Regions from separate parts of the Mus musculus genome. Here region 1 is linked to region 2. A link is a contact called in public promoter capture Hi-C data. All regions are on one chromosome and are shown on one strand. The core of a region is the stretch at or near the end of the contact, and the rest is flanking DNA. Distances in the headings are between cores, read along the strand shown.

Evidence for each region. Promoter capture Hi-C pulls out the DNA fragments that hold promoters and counts their contacts.
Region 1: a contact with region 2 is called in a promoter capture Hi-C map of liver, with 2.4 times the contacts expected there. The contact joins the enhancer-like site here to the promoter of Wfdc21 in region 2. A contact is called at or near these places in 4 of 39 promoter capture datasets (the 3T3-L1 cell line, liver and pre-B cells), 1 of 484 Hi-C or Micro-C datasets (B cells), 2 of 115 datasets of contacts at active chromatin or transcription factors (bone marrow-derived macrophages and embryonic stem cells) and 2 of 9 other capture datasets (adipose tissue and liver).

The regions. Positions count from the first base shown.
Region 1 is chr11:84,141,012-84,147,692 of GRCm38.p6, forward strand. It overlaps a transcript of Acaca not described here. Among named protein-coding and RNA genes, the nearest start is that of Tada2a, 15 kb to the left of the region's middle. Within about 2 kb of position 5,265, at least 18 of the 459 cell types and tissues checked have an H3K27ac peak or open chromatin away from gene starts, as enhancers often do. A contact at or near this core is called in liver, where this site is marked.
Region 2 is chr11:83,742,170-83,749,147 of GRCm38.p6, forward strand. It overlaps Wfdc21 (WAP four-disulfide core domain 21), which reads left to right and starts at 4,771. Exons shown (of 3, transcript NM_183249.2): 1 at 4,771-4,954. The coding sequence starts at 4,858.

The DNA of each region.
Region 1 (6,681 bases), core at 4,015-6,514, 400 kb after region 2:
TTAGAGAATAACTTACAATAGAAGTTGATTCTCTCTACCATGTAAGTCCCAGAGAAGGAGGGAACTCAGGTTCTTGGGCTTGGTGGCAGGCATCTTTAAATCCTGAGCTATCTATTTCACAGCAAAGTTGTGTGTGTGTGTGTGTGTGTGTGTGTGTGTGTGTGTGTGTGTGTGTAGGAAGAGGTCCAGGCATGGTGACACTTTTTATCCCAGCACTAGAAGACAGAGGCAAGCCCAGCCTAGTCAACACAGTGAGACTTTTTGTTTGTTTGTTTGTATGTAGTGTTTTGTTTTGGAGACTGGGACTCACAATGTAGCCCCAGCTGTCCTGGATGTCACAGACATTCACCAGCTTCTGCTTCCTGAGTGCTGGGATTAAAGGGCTGCACACCATGCCTGGCCTGGAGAGTCTTTTTCAATCTAGAAAAACGATATATATATATATATATATATATATATATACCCTTAAAACCCATGAATCTTTCTTGACGTAGCCCCAGACACAGTCGCCACAAGCATATCCATCCTACAAGAAACTGCTGATGGTTCCATACGCCGGGCTCATGGATCTTCTATTTCAGTGTCTTCTCAGCAAGGACTTTGATTCTTCTAGAGGTTAAAGAGGAAGGATCCTGTGCCCTGCACTGTTTATTCTTTGTTTCCAGCACATTAGGAAGGAGAGACCTCAGTAAGATTCTTGAAAAGTCTTTAGGGCACCATTTAATCCTGCAGAGACCAGGGCTCTAAACCTCTAAATATATCCTTTCCCATTCTACTTGAAATCATTTAGAAAATGAGACTTAAAGTGGAACAACCATCGGCGGTTAGGAAGTATTTTCCCACTGGGCAGTAATATAGACCTCACTTTTGTTGGGACTTCCCTAGGTTACATTTATTCATGACAACCTTGTGCTTTTCAGGGTGCAGTTACTACTTTAGCCACTGGGTGGCACAAATTCCCAGGAGTCCATTTGAAAGTGCTTAACACATAGTCCAAAGAGCACTTGTTGCTAAGTGGCACCAAATGAAGGAAAGTTGTAAAGAGATCAGGTTTATTTGGCCTAAATTTCCAGTGTACAAGTGAAGCTGCTTTTCCTAAAATCCATGTCAAAGTTTTGGATAAGGAAAAGAAAAAATGTTGGAAATCCCAGCACTGGGGAAATGGAAGCAGGAAGAGTGTCATAAATTCGAGGCCAGCTTGGGCTACTTAGTCTACTTAGTTCTGTGCTAGCCTGAGCTAGTATGAAACAGAATGAGATTCTGTTACAAACGAATATTGTCTTAAAAATATATATAGGAAAAGGGCTTAGAGAGACAATGGCTCAGTAGTTAAGAGCACTTGCTGCTTTTTCAAAAGACCAAGTTCAGATTCTGACAACCACCCATTCCTGGCTTTTCTAGGTGTGCACGTGCATGCACACACACACACACAAACATACACACATAAATAAAAAGTTGTACAAATAAATCTTAAAAAAAAATACATACCAGCCAGGCGTGGTGGCGCACGCCTTTAATCCCAGCACTCGGGAGGCAGAGGCAGGCGGATTTCTGAGTTCAAGGCCAGCCTGGTCTACAAAATGAGTTCCAGGACAGTCATGGCTATACAGAGAAACCCTGTCTCATAAACCCAAAAAAAAAAAAAAAAAAAAAAAACAGAAGAAGAGAGAAGTAACAAGAGATATAGAAATGCAAGAGAGAAGACTATAAAATTAACTTATTAACTCTTGCCTTTAATCCCAGTACTTGGGAGGCTGAGGCAGGAATACCAATTATGACTTCTAGGCCAGGCTGGGCTGCATCTATGAATTCAGCTAGTCTGGGCTAGGGAGACTGTCCTAAAAACAGACAGACAGACAGACAGACAGACAGACAGACAGACAAAAGCAAAAACAAAACCTGGGGTTGAAGCTTAGTTGGTAGAGTGACCATCAGTCTTTAGCATGATGTAAACTGGTGGGCACACTTATAATCTCAGCACTGGAGGTAAGAAGCTGGGGAGTTCAAAGTCACCCTCAACTGTATAAGTCTGGGTCTCAAAACTACCAACAAGATCTTGACGGAGGGATCACTCAGTCTGTAAAGCACACTGAAAGCATGAGAATCTGAGTTTGATCCCAGGACTCATGTAAAAAAAAATGGGTGTGATAGTGTAAGCATGTCATCTCAGTGCTTTAGAGACAGGAGGATCCCTGGGACTCCCCAGCCAGCCAGCCTGGCCCATTAGTAAGCTCCAGGCTGATGAGAATTTCATGTCTCAAAAGAGGTGGATAGAATTCCTAAAGATAACATCCAAGATTGTCCTTCTATCTCCACACACAGGCACACATGCATGTGTGCATACACACTAAAAATAACAATGAGTGAATATTAATTGAGAGATGAATTTGTTGGGTGTGGTGGCATATGTAATCCCAGCACGAGAGAGAGAGAGAGAGAGAGAGAGAGAGAGAGAGAGAGAGAGAGAGAGAGGGATGGAGGGAGGGAGAGAGAGAGAGAGAGAGAGAGAGAAGAAAAAGAAGAAGGAGGAGGAGGAGGAGGAGGAGAAGGAGAGAGGGAGAGAGAGAGAGAGAGAGAAGAAGAAGAAGAAGAAGAAGAAGAAGAAGAAGAAGAAGAAGAAGAAGAAGAAGAAGAAGAAGAAGAGGAGGAGGGGGGGGGAGGGGAGGCGAGGGGAGGGGAGGAGAGGAGAGGCGAGGGGAGGCGAGGCGAGGCAGGTGGATCTCTATGAACTCATAGCCAGTCTGGTCTACATAATGATATTTTCAGGCCAACCATAACTACATAGAGAGACCCTTTCTCAAAGCGTGAGAGTGGGAGGGAGGGGGCACATAGACTCTTAACCTGTCCTAGGCAAATATGTCGATAAGTAAAGGGTTTATGGCTCCTTATCCTAAGGAACTGTTCTTGGAAAATAGCTCATTATAAACACTGGGGAAATACTTTAGATCAGAATCTGTTGCGTAGCGTTTAAAGAGCATGAAAAGTGGGGTTAGTGAGCAGTGAGGGCCACTACTGCCCCTACGCCCACCCCTGCATAACTTTGGGGGTCAGGAAAGGAGGAAGGTTAATGCTTGCTCAGAAATTCCAGATATCCAGAATCCTACATCAGTTTTTTGCTTTATTTTTATTTGTTTAAGACAAAACTCTTTATGTAACACAGCTAGTCAGGACTCATTTGTAGTCCAGGTTGGCTTCAAATTCATGGAAAGCCTCCTGCCTCAGCTGTCTGAGTAGTGGCATTACAGCATGTGCCACCACAACCAGCTTGGTTAGTTTTGATTCAGTCACAGGTATAGCTTAAAAATTAAGAAATAGTGAGCTGGAGAGATGGCTCAGCAGTTAAGAGCACTGACTGCTCTTCCAGAGGTCCTGAGTTCAATTCCCAGCAACCACATGGTGGCTCACAACCATCTGTAATGGGATCTGATGCCCTTTTCTGGTGTGTCTGAAGACAGCTAGCTATAATGTACTCATATACATAAAAATCAATAAATCATTTTTTAAAAATTAAGAAATGGAGACTGGAGAGGTGACTCAGCACTAGAGAGAACTCATTGTTTTTGTTGAGGACCCACGTTGAGTTCTCAGCCCCTCATGTCAGCTTATAACCACAGGCAACAGACATACATAGTGCATATTCATACATGAAGATAAAACATGGATGCACAATAAATAAATCTGAAAATGAAGAAACGGCTATATATTTGCTACATATTTTGGGTTGACAATATTTTAGATTTATTTTTGTTATTTTAATGTACATGTATGTGGGTGTGTACAAATAAATTCCACATGCATGTAGGTAGGTACCTGTGGAAGCCAGAAGAGGGTGTCAGGTCTCTTGGAATGACAGTTACAGGTGGCGCCTATGAGTTGCCTGGTATAGGTGCTAAGAACCAGACTCAGTTCCTCTGGAATAGGAACAGTTCTCTAGCCCTTTATATATTTATATTTTGTATTTATGTTTAACAAAATAACACTTTTTAAGAAAAAATCTTTCTTGTAGCCCCTTTTCTATTTTGCATAGCATACAAAAACTGGGTTTCATTGTGACATTTTCATATGTATATCTCATACTTGAGTCTTACCACACACACCCCCACCTCCTTTTTCTCTAAAATAGTTCCCACTTTTGCTTTCTGGTTATTTGCATACCATTACTTTTCTGAAAGGAATTGTCTTTTGAAACAGGGTCTCACTAAGTAGCCGAGATTGGCAGAGAACTCACTATGTAGTCCGTGCTGGCCAGGAGGAATTCCTGGCAGTCTTCCTGCCTCGGCTGTCTAGTGCTAGAATCATTCCTGAGCCATAGCACCTGGCTCTCAAGCAATCCTTCTAACATCCCACAAATACAGCCATTTACTCAATGCCATTAGGCAATAGCTTCAAAAGTTCAAAGTAGAGGTTTTTTAAATGTGTCTTGTTTGCACCAAGTAAGAATTTGCCTTAATCTTTGGACTCAAAAAAAGTATTGAGAAGCTGAGCGGGTGGTTCACACGTGTATTCTCAGCACTTGGAAAGCTGAGGCAGGAGGATAATTACAGTCCTACATAGTAAGTTCAGAGCAGCCTGGGCTACTGAGTGAGAGGGGGGAAAAGTACTGAATTGGGATATAGCCAGGTGGAGTGGTGCAGACTTGCAAGCCCAGTCTTAGGAGCTAGAGAGAGAGAAATCCGAAGTTCAAGATCACCGTCGACGACCACATTGTGAAGTTACAGCGAGCTAGACTGCACAAGACCTTATTGAGCAATGCAAAACAAAGCAAAGGGTATCAGGGTCACACCAACCCTTCAGAAAGAAAGGCTTCTAGCTCCCTTTGAGACTGAAAATACACACAAAATAATTAGTGTGCCAGTTGGAAATATGGTGCTAATGTACTAGTGGGAAAAAGGGACATCAGGTTAAAAGTGGTATGGAGAGTGTCATGCTATGCAATATATGTCTCTCACCATATACACATCTATTTGTAATGCCCATAAAAGAACTATCAGTGTTACTGGTTACCTGTGGGAGGAGGGATTAAATGTAACTTCTATTCTTCTATTCCTTTACAGTCTTCATTATTTTGTGTAAATTTCAATAGTGGGAATGTACTTTAGTAATCAGAAAAACACTTTGATGAGATACTTTAATGAGAAACCATTTGCATCAGGAGTTTGGCACTTTGCAGAGGACTTGCTGGCAGTTGCATTGAGTGTGTCTACAATGATGACCGGAGCATTTGTGTGTGACTCTGGGCAATCTGCAGACTGAAGTCCACATTGCAAAGTCCACACAGGAGTGCCCTCTTCTCCTCTGCTCTCCTCAGCTCCTAGTTTCCAAATCCTCCCTCTGCTAGGGGAGGGATTCAAAGTGGCTAGCAGATTAGGGAGTGGGAAAAATGCTTGGAAGAGTCTTTGCTGTTGCCAAGACAACTGCCCACAAGCAGAATGCACAGTTTGGATCGTGTCAATTTCCACGAAGCAAGTCAGTACAGGTGTCACCCAGGTCTCACTCTCACAGAAGAGCAGAACTGATGAGCACCCAGCATGGCTCTCATCTTCTAGGAAATCTCACGTTTCCGGGTTAGGGAACATTCTGTTGGTGACGGAAGGGATGAATGCTGGCATTAATCCTAGAATCAGATTGAGTCTTTTTAATGGCCTCCCCTCCTAGACTGGGGAAAGAGCAGGCTTTTTTTTTTTGTTTCTTCTCAAATATAGGGCCAAGCAAAGTAATGGGTATCAGAGTAAACGTGAGGTGTTGAGCCACTAGTCGGGTACACACGATCCACTCACATATCCAAGGCCACGCATGGTCTAGTGTCCCCTGTCTGCTGTGCCCTGAAAGTTCTGTGGAATTTGAGAGGTTCTTCTGCTCTTCCAGGAAGCTTTGACTCACAATTGCCTTGTATCTGTCCTTTCCTCTTGGCTCAGCTTGTTCCCTGCTTAGGTAGTACACTTTCAAGAATCCTGTTGGGAACAGTACTTAAAGTGGAAGGAGGAAGGCTAGACTTTGTCTCTGGTTTCTTCTTGAGAACTAAGAAAACAGAATCACTTGCCAGACTTGGTGACACGTGCCATGCCTGTAATGCAAGTGCCTAAAAGTGGGAGACAGGAGGATCATGAGCTGAAGGTTATCTGGGAGTGTGTGTGTGCATGTATGTGTGCGTGTGTGTACACATATACATGACAACTGGAAAGGTTTCACAATCACAGGGAAAGCAGCAGGACGGCCCCATCCACTGCTTCAGTTGCTTCAGGCCCTGGCTCTCTTTTCCACTGAACTCAATGTTTTTGTTTTATTTTACGAAACAGGGTTTCTCTGTGTAGCCCTGGCTGTCCTGGAACTCACTCTGTAGACCAAGCTGGCCATGAATTCAGAGATCTGCCTGTCTCTGCCTCCTGAGTGTTTGAATTAAAGGTATGTGCCATGACTTTCTAACCCTCTCGGAACTCTTGATTAGCAGGTCAGACTTTGTTTATAGCTATGCCCTTGTGAGAGGGCTCATCATCGCAATCATTTTGTTCTAGAGCCTTTATCAAAACCATATGCAGCTCACTGGTAAAATAATGCCCAGCCAGGAGGTGGGAAGGTCGGGAGTTCAAGGTGATCCTCAGGTACATAGCAAGTTGGAGGCCAGCCTGAGCTACATCATAAAATCTTGTCTCACAAAATTAAAAATTAAATAAGGCACAGCCA
Region 2 (6,978 bases), core at 3,521-6,020:
GTATTGCCTGTAACTTTTTTCTTTGATCATGCCCAAACTAATGACTTTTTATCAGAAACTGCTCAGATGCTATGCTTCTGACCTCGGTATGGGAACCATGAACCCATGTCTGATCACTGAGCTAACAGGAATGCCTTTTGTAAACCTTCACAGTACTGAATGCTGATGGTTTAAAGGGTGCTGTACCAAGAGTATGAATACATACATACTGTACTATCTTTTTCATCTCATATACCCAATACAGGAAGACCCCTGTCAGTGCAGCAGGGCTAGCAGCCCAGAACTGGCATTGGCAACCTAAGGAATTCTTCCATGTAGGGGTGTTTACTCAGGTAAAGCCAGCTCTTTGACTGAACCACAGAAAAGAACTTCAGGGTGAGTCAGAAGAGAGCATATTTAGACAAAGAGATGGACAGAAAGGGATAGTACAGGACAGAGACATGAGTGCAAATCAATCTCTCTCTCTCTCTTTCTCTCTCTCTCTCTCCCTCCCTCTCTCTCTCTCTCATTTTTTGAACACAGTGTTTCTCTGTGTAGCTCACAGGCTTCGCCTGTACTATTATGTCTGGCTGACACCACAGGGCTCAAATTCTCCCCTTTGGTATCCTGGTGATCACTCTCTCCCTCACATGGTTCAAGACAGAGGATGGGGGTCAGCGGAGAGTGAAAGGCAGAGCTGAAGTGGCAGTGAAGCAGAGATGGCTCTGCCACATCCCATACGAATTCTCCTTTGGGGCAATCAACATTGTAACTGTAAACCACCTGCATGCCTGCTGGAGCATTAAACACAGGAGTGTCTGCAACAAGCTGCCCAAGAGCTCAGCCTGCAGTAAGGCCAGCTCTCAGAGAAGGAAGGTGAACACTCGCTCCCTTGGCTCATGCCTGCAGCGTGCTTCTACTCAAGTACCAGTCCTGCTGGCCTCTCGGTCTACACAAGAGGAAATTAAATTTCTTGAGGCACTAGACACTCTATTTAATTGGCAGCATAAAATAATCTGGCACAAGTTAAATCTGGCCAGGGCACGTGTGCACTGAGAGCTGAGAGCTGGTGGAGAACACGGTCACCCGTGCAAAATGCAAATGGAGTCACCCTTGGTAGTCCTGGGCAAGCAAGGTGACTTTTGGTTTCTACTTTTTATTTATGTAAACAAAGCACTATCTGTCTTAGTCGGGGTTTCTGTTGCTGTGATGAAACACCATGACCATAAATAACTTGGGGGGAGAAAGGGGGTTTATTTCAGCTTACAAATCTCAGGTCATACTCCATTGCTGAAGGAAGTTTTGCAGGGGTATGGAGGCAGGAGCTGATGGAGGAGCCATGGAGAGGTGCTGCTTACTGGCTTGTACCTCATGGCTTGCTCAGCCTGCTTTCCTACAGCACGTAGGACCACCAGCCCAGGCGTAGGACCACCCACCATAGGTTGGGCCTTCCCACACCAGTCACTAACTTTTAAAATGTCCTACTGACTTGTCCACAGGCCAATCTGGGTAGGGACATTTTCTCAACTGCTGTTTCTCAACTGAGGTCCCCTCTTCCAAAATGACTCAAGCCTGTGGCAAGTTGAGACTCTGGTTCTCAGCCAGCGGGATTTCTGTGGGCTCTTTGTTCCTCTCTAGCTTCCCCCTTTAAAGTGGAAGCTCTTTAAGAATAAGCCCCATACCTGTTGCCTCCATAACCTCTGCACTGAACACCAGCTCTGGCACACTCCAGCAGATGCATAAACTGGGTTCAAAATGAGCATGGTTCTTTATTGACTAAAATGAATTCTTCTCTACCTACAGTCACATGTTCAGTGGTACACGGTGGGATTCCAGTGGAGATTTATTGAGCTCCAATGCTGTCATCTTAAGGTGTGTACCTTTATTGATTGATTTATTGATTTATTGAGCTCCAATGCTGTCATCTTAAGGTGTGTACCTTTATTGAATACCCGGTCTAGCAGCTTCAAGAACTCAGTATGAGATCTAGGTAGGTCCACCCCAGCATCTTGTCCTCCCCTCAACCTCTCCCGTTCTCAATCTTCTCTCTCCCCCATCATCATGTGGCTAGAAAAATCTACACCATCACTCCCTAGAGTCACTGAGAACAATAAACACCCACATGGGGCATTACAAACAAACCCCTCCTCGCTATCAAATCCTCCCAGGAGAGAAATGTAAGGCAGCAGTAATTAAGTACTATGTGCTAACAGAGCTCATTATGGACTATGACAGTCTGAAGACCAAGTTACTCTCCCAGGGTTTGGGCCTGGAAAAGTTTCAGAGATGAAGTTTAAGCTAGGATGGCTGATAGAGGACTTGACTTCTGACAGACAAGAATGCCCACATTCACAGAAGAACGGAAAGGGAATTCCGTGTTCCAGGCAGAGCTTGAGCCAGACAGCTTAAAGGTTACTGTACTCAGCATCATGAATGAAGCAGAGCGGACGGGAGTGCCTGGATGGTGGAGACAAGTGGGGCCCAAGAGAAGACATGAGGGGGCAGGATGGAATGTTTCCCTCAAACTCACAAGTCCCCACTCATCTCTGAATATCTCTCAGGACCCAATAAAGCGCATGCTTAGGGCATCAAAAGTAAACTCAGAATTAAGGCTATCTGAAGAGAGATGAGAATGATCTCCATACACCTTTGACCTTTGTGTAACTTCAGAAATGGTTTTATTTCCAGTCTCAGTATTGTGAAAATATGGAATTACATGAAAACACACTGTGTACCCCCTTCAGTGCTTAAGATCTCTAAAAAGTCTTTATTAGTTGTTATGGTTCAAGCATAGCATGTCCCCACCATGGGCTTGGATGCTTGAATACTTGGTCCCTAGTAGGGGGTGCTGTCTGGGGAGGCTTCAGAAACTTGAGGAGCTAGAGCTTGTTTGAGGGAAGTAGGGTACTAGGAATGGGATGGAAGACTTAGGACCTGTTCTCTGTGTGTGCCTCTCCGTTTGTTTCTCTCTGTGTGTCTCTCTCCATCTGTCTGTCTCTCTGGTCTCTGTTTTTCTTCGGATCACTTCATGTCTCACTATCTCTGTCTCTCTTTCCCTCTTCTCGTCTGCAAAGCTGTGAGACGTCCTAGCTGCATAGATTGCTATGCCTTCCCCACCGTGATGACAACACCCTCAAATAGTGAACCGGGCGGAGCCAGAAAAAATCCTTCCTCCTTCCAGTTACATTAGCCAGGTATTTTATCACAGTGACGAGAAGTCAGTAATATACCAGATTTTGGACTATTGCAGAAATTGTACACCAGTGGGCTAGGCAGAGTGGAGTTAAAGCAGCTTGCAAAAATACTTTCTGCACGGCCCATAACTCTGTCTTCTAACCCCCTTGAGAGAGCTAGCAGTGTATGGCATCAGTTGTTTGTCAGAGGACCTCCAGCTTGTGGCATGTAAGATCTGTGACAAATGAAAGGAAGAGACTCTTCCTGTAGCTCCAGAATTAGGAACCATAGTCCTTGTGAAATGATAGTCCTCTCTTCCTCCCTCTCTCCCCTCGTGTGCGTGTGCGTGTGCGTGTGTGCGTGTGTGTTCCTAGGAATTAAACTTAGGGCCCCTGCCCTCTACTGTTGAAATAAACCATTTTCCCAGACACCTACAAAGGCACAACAAACTGATCCTGTGACTTCTCCCTCTCCCTCTTACCCCCTGCTTCCAGCTCATTTCATGTTAAGGTATTTTATGAGTTACAGTATTTGTCTTACTTAGGGTTTCTATGACTGCAATGAAACACCATGACCAGAAAGCCAGTTGGGGAGGAAAGGGGCTTTTTGGCTTACACTGCCAGATCATTGGAAGAAGTCAGGACAGGAACTCAAGCAGGGCTGGAACCTGGAGGCAAGAACCATGGAAGGAAACTGATTACTGGCTTGCTCAGTCTGCTTTCTTAGAGATGCTAGGACCACCACCAGCCCAGGGATGGCACCACCCACAATGGGCTGGGCCCTCTCCCATTGATCACTAATTGAGAAAATGCCTTAGAGCTGGATCTCATAGAGGCCTCTTCTTCACTGAGGCTCCTTTCTCTCTGGGAACTCTAGCTTGTATCAAATTGACACATTGTGTGTGCTCCTCCCCCACCACCAGGGAAAGAAGAGGGTATCTCCCCTGGCACCCAAACCACAGATGGTCTGAGTTACAAATCACTCATCTGGATTAGCAGGCGTGTCTACAAGAAGGAAGAAGTGAAAGCTCACACCTGGGCTAGTTGTCACTCTCACCCCACTCACTCTCCAAGTCGCACAGCAGTGGTGCAGCCTGAGAGGCATCCTGGGAGGGTTTGATGTAGATATTGACAGCTGGGGTTCCCCAAAATGAAGGCTCCAAACAGCAGAGATGATGGCATCAAGGCAGAGGGAACGACGCTGGCTTACTGTCTCCTCAACAGGTGGCCGCACCCCACTGGCTCTCCCACGGTCTCTCCCTGCCCTCAGTTACAGGAACAACTGTCCTAGAGCAAGGAGAGAGAAGTACAAAAGCAGATGGTGTCCTAGCTGACACCCAGCTCCTGGATTGTCATTCCCTGAGGACACATTCCTTATCACAGCTCATTCCTGGCCCAGAGTAGATCTCTAATACTTCATTGAAAAGGAACGAGAGTCCCTTACCACCCCAGCTTTCCAACTTTAGGAGGACTATCTGTGGAACAGAGGGTGTTCTGTGGCACGGAGCTTGGCTTGAGTAAGATGGCACTACCCAGGACATACATAGTGTGTGTCCCTGGCAATGCTGGTTTCCAGGCGGGGCTTTGGCTTCTGTGGTGTGCAGGCCCGCCCCTAGCCTTGCTGCCTAGCTCAGTGGGTGAAGAGGTTTAAATTCTGGCAGCTCTTGGCCCTGCTGCGTATTGGCTAACATCCTTCAGCAGCAGCATGAAGCTAGGAGCCTTCCTTCTGTTGGTGTCCCTCATCACCCTCAGCCTAGAGGTACAGGAGCTGCAGGCTGCAGTGAGACCTCTGCAGCTTTTAGGTACGTCTGGGCAAACACGGTTGCACTATTCTTCCTCAAGTGAGGGGTGAGAAGACATCCAGAACCAGTGTGTGCAGGAAGGAGGGAGAAACTGGAGGAAAGAGTTCTCTTTAGGATCCTCCTTGATGGTCACCTCTGAATTCCCCAGAACAGAATCCCTCTTCTGCTTTCCCTCTCTCCATTCCCTGGGTCACCTGACTGGACCCCCCTCCTGCTTGCTCCTCAGCCAAGCTCCCTCTCCCAGACGTCTCCTTCTCTACTGGCGTCTACCTTGACCTGTCTACAGAAAATATTCTTGTAATTATGCTAGACACAGGTCAATCTCAATCTTCTTTACCAATATTATTCTCAGAAAGGGTTTTGTTGCCGTGGGTTTTCATTGTTGTTTGTTTGTATGTTTGCCCAAGCTGGCCAGGAACTGACTGTGTAACCCAGGCTGACCTCAACAACATGGCAATCTTCCTGCTTCATCTTGCTATGCTGGGATTACAAGCACAATCCACCCCATCTTATTTGGCCTCAAAGGACTACTCTTAATCCTCTGCCCATTCTTCCCTTAGCCCTTTTGTGACCACAGCCTCATCAAACTCCTGACACACTCTCCTCTGTAATAAAGTCTCGCCTTTGCAGACTGATGCTGTCTGCCCACCCCTACCCCACAACCCCTATCCTACAGCCAGCCAGCCCTGGATTATCTTGGACTGAATGCTTGCCCCTAAATGTCTTTAGATAGAGTTTAGCCTCTCGTCTTCACTCCATCAACTACCTGTTTTTGAAACAGTTTGCATCTCTTCCGTCCTTTGCCCTCTGTTGCCTCACTGTGTCCATCCCTGATTACTCCACAGCCCTGCCATTGCAAAAGCTTCCCAGAAGCCCTCTCCACCCCCTCTTCCTTCTTGGATGTGCTTACTAGTTGGATCCTGGTTCTGTCTATGCCTTTGCAGCAGATAATCCTCCCAAATGACCTTCTCTCAGTTTATTAAGTGAAATCCCAAATCCACAGGTCCTGATGGCCTGCTTGCCCTTTGCAACATTTATTTCTCCTGTTCCCAAACTCGCCCAGACCTCTACTTGCCAATCCTCCTGACTCCTCCTATTCCAGGGGAACTGGGAGTGGCAGATAATATGTCTAAGGGGTAGGACTTGAAGAGTCAGTCTCTGGTCCTGGGAGTGCCTCTGTAGGTCCTGTGTCCCAGGTCACACACGGACCTCCCCAAAGTTCCACCCTACTACATTTCCCCTTGTGACTTTTTGCATCTTTCCACACAGCACCCCTCCTGCTTTCCCCCACTACTCTTTCTTGACAATATCCCTGTACTCCAAGGCTTACTTTTTCTGACGAACAACAAATAATGTTTTATCTCCTCTGAGCCCTTTGAGTCTTCTAGAACTACCTTGCAGGACACTTGTGAAACACTGCTCTGTCTCCAGTACCTTAGACATAAGTCTTACTTGCATTGGAAGGCTCTAAGAGGCCCTTTTTACATCCATGTCCTTCCTAAATGCTTCATATACAGCAAAATACCATAAATATTTAATGATTGCTCCAACGACTGTGATTAGGGACAAGAGATCTTCAGCTTTCTCACCACAAAGCAACAACAGCACCAGAAACACTTAGGGCTATAAAACAGAGCTAGGGAGACTAACCGCACAGAGTGACTGTAAGGTAACCAGCAAGTCTGAATATGCCCTTCTCTGCTCCATGGACTGTCATGTGGGGGGAAATGATTTCATTTAAGCAACCTTCCTCCTTTCTTTCCACAGATGCAATCCCTCTATCCATGTCTCTAAAGTAGGCTTTCTTTAATGAGATTATGTGTGTGCCTTGTTTTAACAGAAATAGACAGTAACACTTTACAAATGGTATTATGACTTCAGTTAAAAGGAACTGGTGAAATGTACTCCTTAATCGAGGACTGTCGTCCTCAGCACTTGAATCTAAAGCATGGAGGTTTTCATTAGTCTATTTGTCTGTCCTTGAGAGGATAAACTCATCAAGTAATTCAGCTTGACCTTTAGCT